Regions from separate parts of the Sus scrofa genome. Here region 1 is linked to region 2. Evidence: chromatin contacts called from public HiChIP or PLAC-seq data. All regions are on one chromosome and are shown on one strand. Each heading gives the region's core, a stretch centred on a gene start, on an enhancer-like site or on the middle of the called end of the contact. The rest is flanking DNA. Distances are from core to core; before and after follow the strand shown. Region 1 holds the start of RPS17 (ribosomal protein S17). Region 2 holds the start of FAM103A1 (RNMT-activating mini protein).

What was found. HiChIP or PLAC-seq counts read pairs in DNA pulled down with a chosen protein or histone mark.
Region 1: a contact with region 2 is called in an H3K27ac HiChIP or PLAC-seq map of alveolar macrophages. The contact joins the promoter of RPS17 here to the promoter of FAM103A1 in region 2. A contact is called at or near these places in 2 of 5 promoter capture datasets (fetal skeletal muscle and liver), 3 of 47 Hi-C or Micro-C datasets (embryonic fibroblasts, heart right ventricle and retroperitoneal adipose tissue) and 2 of 2 datasets of contacts at active chromatin or transcription factors (alveolar macrophages and skeletal muscle).

The regions. Positions count from the first base shown.
Region 1 is chr7:52,385,022-52,387,822 of Sscrofa11.1, forward strand. RPS17 (ribosomal protein S17) reads left to right here and starts at 1,321. Exons shown (of 4, transcript NM_001001634.1): 1 at 1,321-1,473; 2 at 2,034-2,139; 3 at 2,595-2,660. The coding sequence starts at 1,321.
Region 2 is chr7:51,952,258-51,954,957 of Sscrofa11.1, forward strand. FAM103A1 (RNMT-activating mini protein) reads right to left here and starts at 1,348. Exons shown (of 4, transcript XM_003128452.4): 1 at 1,210-1,348; 2 at 358-406.

The DNA of each region.
Region 1 (2,801 bases), core at 71-2,570, 430 kb after region 2:
ACAGACAAGTCACTGTGACATGTGCTAAGAAATACCAAAGCAACTTTAAAAGGATAGCAATGCTAGGAATTCCCACTGTGGCACAATAGGTTAAGAATCCAACTGCAGCAGCTTGGGTGCCTTTTGGGGGTGCAGGTTCAATTACCAGCCTGGCATAGTGGGTTAAAGGAGCTGGCATTGCCACAGCTGCAGTGTAGGTCGCAGCTCCAGCTCTCATTCAATCCCTGACCCAGGAACACCCCCCCCTTTTTTTTTCATTTTTGGCCTCCCTGAGGCTTGTGGAGTTCTTTGGCCAGGGATCAGATCTGAGGGTGGCAACACCAAATCCTTAACCCACTGTGCTGTGCTGGAACCTGAGTCCCAGTGGCTGCAGAGACACCGCTGATCTCATTGCACCACAAGGAGAACTACTGCTGCGCTCCGTTAAAAAAAAAAAAAAAAAAAAGATAGTGATGCTAAAAAACTAAAAGGGTAACGGTACTACTTTATATAAACTGTAGGGAAAGCCCCTTTGGTATAGTGACACCTGAGCAAACGACTGGGAAGAAGTGAGACAATTCTCTCCCAGTTGCACCTGTGTCTAACCTACGCAAGGTTAGACAAGTCTCTGACCCAAGCACTGGGAGGCGGCCCTATCCCGGGCGCCATCCGCATCCCCTCACTTTTCCTCGCTCCTGCCTTAGCTAGAGCTCTTAAGCCTTCCTCCTTCTCCTCGGCCTGTGAAGAAGAGATGTTCAACTCCTAGTGTAGAGCACTCCGGCGATCTAATCACAAGAATCGGGCTTGAGAAGCCTGCCCAAGACAGCCTTAGACGTGGCTGGAGGTGGAAGGTAAGCTCCACCCATCAGGGGGAGGCTCAAGCACTCGCTCCGCCTACTGGACGGCGGCTCCGGCCACACTTCCGCCCCGCTCTGCCAGGGGTCGCTGTGGTTCCCTGGAGGCGGCTCAGCAAGTCCCAGGCTAGGCGGAAGCGGCTTTCTGGCCTGCGCTTTATAGGCCTCTCTTGTGCTTCCTGTTTCCTCTTTTACCGAGAACCCGCCAAGATGGTAGGTGTTTTGGCTCAAAGCTGCCATCCCTCCAATCCTCCTCCATCCGCCACTTTCCACCGCCCCCAGCCCGCAGGGCGGTGTGCCGGGGCCTGTGAGGCCGAAGCCTCCGTGGGCCGCTGGTTTCCGCGTTGACCCGGCGCTCCAGCCTCACCTGGCTGGCCCTCTCCCGGGCTTAGCTCCGGGCCGCGAACCCCGCTCCAGTCAGGCTGTCCCCGCGCTGCTCCCGGAGGGGCACCCTGAGTCAGGAGTGACCCTGTCTTCTCCACCCGCAGGGGCGCGTTCGCACCAAGACCGTGAAGAAGGCTGCCCGGGTCATCATTGAGAAGTACTACACGCGCCTGGGCAACGACTTCCACACCAACAAGCGCGTGTGCGAGGAGATTGCCATTATTCCCAGCAAGAAGCTCCGCAACAAGATCGCAGGGTGAGTTGGCCCGGCCTTCGGCTCCCGCGCCGGGTGGGAGATGCGGAGCCACGGCCCCGCGGGGCCGTTTGGGCTCCGATTCGGGCGGGGCGCTGGGGGTGTGCATTTGCCGGGTTTCTTGCAGCGGTTGTCTTGTGTTCGCTTTGTGTTTGGCGGCTTGACGGGCGACGGCACTTGACGAGGTTGGCCACGGTCGATCCCTGGAAGGTTGACATTTACAGTAAAGGACAACGAGATTAAATGCTCAGTTGTGTAGATTGTAACTCGGAGGAAAGAAAATGATTCCTGGGAGAGAGCAGGAAAGTTTGTTGGGAGGTTTTAGTAACTTGGGAGAGTGAATTTGCATAGAGGATATAGGACCCCGAAGGGACCGGCGTGCCTGTGTAAGCGGAGCTGCGTGTAGGGGTTGGGTGTGTGCAGGAGATTCAGAATCAGGGCTCCTAAAATGGTAAATCCTCTCCCTTCTCACTGTGGAAAGAACTAAAACTCCTCCAGAGGTTCCCTGTACCAGTGGGAGCCAGCGTGCCTTCTCAGTGTTCCTGGACATTTGTGCTTTGTAGCTATGTCACACATCTGATGAAGCGGATTCAGAGAGGACCAGTGAGGGGTATCTCCATTAAGCTGCAGGAGGAGGAGAGAGAGAGGAGAGACAACTACGTGCCCGAGGTAAACTTTGTAGATCTTTCTCTGGGCCTCTGGTTCATCTTAGAAGATAAAACAGTGTTCCTGAGAACCATTTGAGATACAAGGTTTTCAAGGAGACCTTAGCTGAGTCTGAACTTGCCCCTGATCTACCTGCCTGTGTGTTAGTTTTTGTTCTTCCCTGTTGGGCCCATGTGAGTTCATTCTCTTTTACACATGAGGGCCTGTAACGATGCTGCTTTGGTGACTTACCATGTCATCTGGTTTATTTGCTCTAGCATGGTATTTCTGAAGTATAAACCCAGTCTTAAGGTTTTCTACATAGCGAACTTGTGAGATCCCGTTCTGTCCTCTTATGTCCCCTGTCTTCCCCCCTCACCCCACCACCCTTTTTTTTCCTCATTTAAGAATCTTGGAGAAAAGGCACGGAAAGTGAGAGATAACTCATTGCTATTTGGGGCCTGCCTTGTTCCTTCTAGGTCTCAGCCCTGGATCAGGAGATCATTGAAGTAGATCCTGACACTAAGGAGATGCTGAAACTCTTGGTAAGTGTTTGCTGAATTCCTGAAGTAGGGCGCCCCTGGTCACCATCAGTAGCATTCTCTCTGTGATAGGTAACACTTACTGAATCCATAAAATACATCAAGTATTCTCAACATTCTTTGTGCGTTGTTTTCCTTTTTCTC
Region 2 (2,700 bases), core at 98-2,597:
ATTATTTGGATGCAAGAGACAATACCTAGATGTTTGAGGCCTCTGCCCTCTTAGAGTATATCTTATTACACACCAGGCTTTTGATGTGTCTAGGGTTGGCAAACATGTCAAATTCTCAATCCAAGTTAAGATTTAAAATAAATTCAGCAAAGTAAAATAATATCCAGATTTCTATAGGAATCACGGAAATCACCAGCAAGATGACCCATACCTAACCAGAGAGGCAGTGAGAATCGTAAGTCAACGCATACCTTCTCCCAGGACCTCCCCTTCCACAAATAAACAAATGTGTATCATTAACATTACCCGTGAGAATGAAATTTAAATAGAATTTTAATTGCTCCAAGTTTTACTTACCCTAGGAATTTGAGGCAGCTGTTCTATTTAATATTTAGGTTGATTAGATCTATAAGAAGAAAATAAAAAACAAAAAAACCCTTTACTTCCTTGAAGAAAACTCTCAAAGATGTGTGTCCTGGGAACGGGAACCATAAGGGTCTTAAATAAGGAAGTGGCTAGATTAAAAGTGCTCCAAAGATTCCCAATGCTAATTTGGAAAAGGGAACTGGAGCTAAAATGACAGCGAAGAGCTAGAAGATGCTACAAGACTTGTCCTCAGGGCCTTCAAAATCAATGAGCTAGTTTGACCATGAATAATAATTTCACAAGACATGTACTGTTCCTTTGGCGGGGGAGGAGTACAGCCTTTCAGATGTATACTCGAACACTACTAGTTTCTCGACTCTATAATAAAACCACACAGAACTTTCTCTGCGGGCCACTAACCTTGGAAATGACTAACCAGAATGGAGTTTTGCTGCCTTGGGGGATGAACCCAGAGAACTAAGAGACGAAGATACTGCGAAAACCACTGCGTTTTTCATCCTCTCTCACAGCACATCAGTGCTTGTCTATGAAAAGCTTTGATTGATGTGCTCCTTTCCGAAGCTTCTTAAAACGCCAGGCGCGCGGGAACTCGGAGGCCGTGTAGCTTCCCGTCTTGCGAAAGAGTCCAGCCCTGGAACGGCAGAGCCCGAGGATGCCTCGCGGGCCACTGTGCTGGGCCCGCCTGGCTCTCTCCTCCCCGTGGCCCCGAAAGGAGACTCCGCCGCCCAGGGCTGTGTCTGTGCATCTCCGACCGAGCTCCGCCCGCCACACATGCAAAGAAATCCACCGCCAGCCGGGTAGCTCTTTACACAGACTACTCACCACTTCAGCTCTCCAAGGCAACAGAGCTACTACGGCCAGAGTCCGACCACCCCTCACTTCCGCTTCCGGCGCGCAAACGCAGGGGCGGGCCTGTGAGGTCTCGCGGTATCTTCAGCTCGCCCTGAGGATTTTTCCCAGCTTTTCCAGCTCTGATCCTCACGCGGAGCTCCACGAAGCTGGTGAGGTGGCACGTGAAGGTGATGATGCCCTCGGCACGCTTTCAGCCTGCCTGGTGACTGTGCAGGAAGAGATGCAGCGCTGTCTCTTCAGCCCCTTTGACGGGGAGCTGGTGACGGGTAGGGACAGAAGTTTTGGAACTGCTGTGCCTGGAAGGGAGAGAAAGGGTACTTCCGGCCGCCTGCTCCCGGAGTCTTGAAGAAGGCGATGAGAGTGCAGGCCGTGAAGGTGGCCACAAAGTGGATTACTTCAGCGGTCCTACACCTTTCACCCCTGCCTGGTCAGGTCTCGGTAGTAAGACTTCTCTAGTCCGTTTCGAATGTGGTTTTGCCGAACCCCGCCCCTCAACCTCCTCACTCTGCTCCAGCTTAAGTGGGCGGTATCCGGCTACCTCCAGGAGACTTGGCCATTTCTTCTGGGATGTTTTGTAGGTGTATAAAAGCAGAATATTCCCAAATGTAGCTTGGTCTCCTCCGTCCCAAATTACTTTCCAGCCTCTGCACCCCTTTCTGTTAATACTCTCATCAGTTTACAGCTTGGAAACGTTGGTGGTCTATATCTGATGCTATTTCTTTCCCTTGTTCCCATCGGTTGCCAAGTACTGTCGATTCTGCCCGGCAGTAATTCTAGTATCCAAACACTCTCTTTACCTACTTCCTCCGCCTACTCAAAGTTCTCGTTATCATCCCCTGGAACGAAGGAATGCAATTCCTGTCTTTTTAATGCCCTTCCTCTAGCCTCACTCGCCTACTTGCCCATCTTACACTTTGCTGCAGGCGTAGTCATCTTCAGGTACACTCGTGATTGAAAATCTTTACTGGCTTCCGGTTGTCTGTAGATTAAAGGCCAAATTTATTAACTTTGGATTCAGAATTTTAAGTTTCTTTTCTGCTGCCCACCTTTCATTCTCCTTTCACCCGTAACGAACCAGACCATGTGAAGCACCTCATTGTTGAACTACTCCTTACCTTTCTGTAAAGGCTCATGTCTCTGCTTGGAATACCCTCCTCTCCCGCTCATCTCAGGATGTTGAAATTCTATCCATTAAAACTGAATGAAGTAACATCTCCCTCTAGAAAAAATTTTCCTTCTACTTATTGTCCATTGTGCTTTCTGAACATTCTTCATATATTCATTCAGGTATTACCACTTTCTAACTTAGAAGTAAAATAATTTGTGTAGGAGTTCCCACTGTGGTGCAATGGAAACGAATCTGACAAGTATCCATGAGGATTCAGATTCGATCCCTGGCCTCGTCAGTGGGTGGGGAATCTGGCATTGCCCTGAGCTGTGGTGTAGGTCACAGATGCAGGT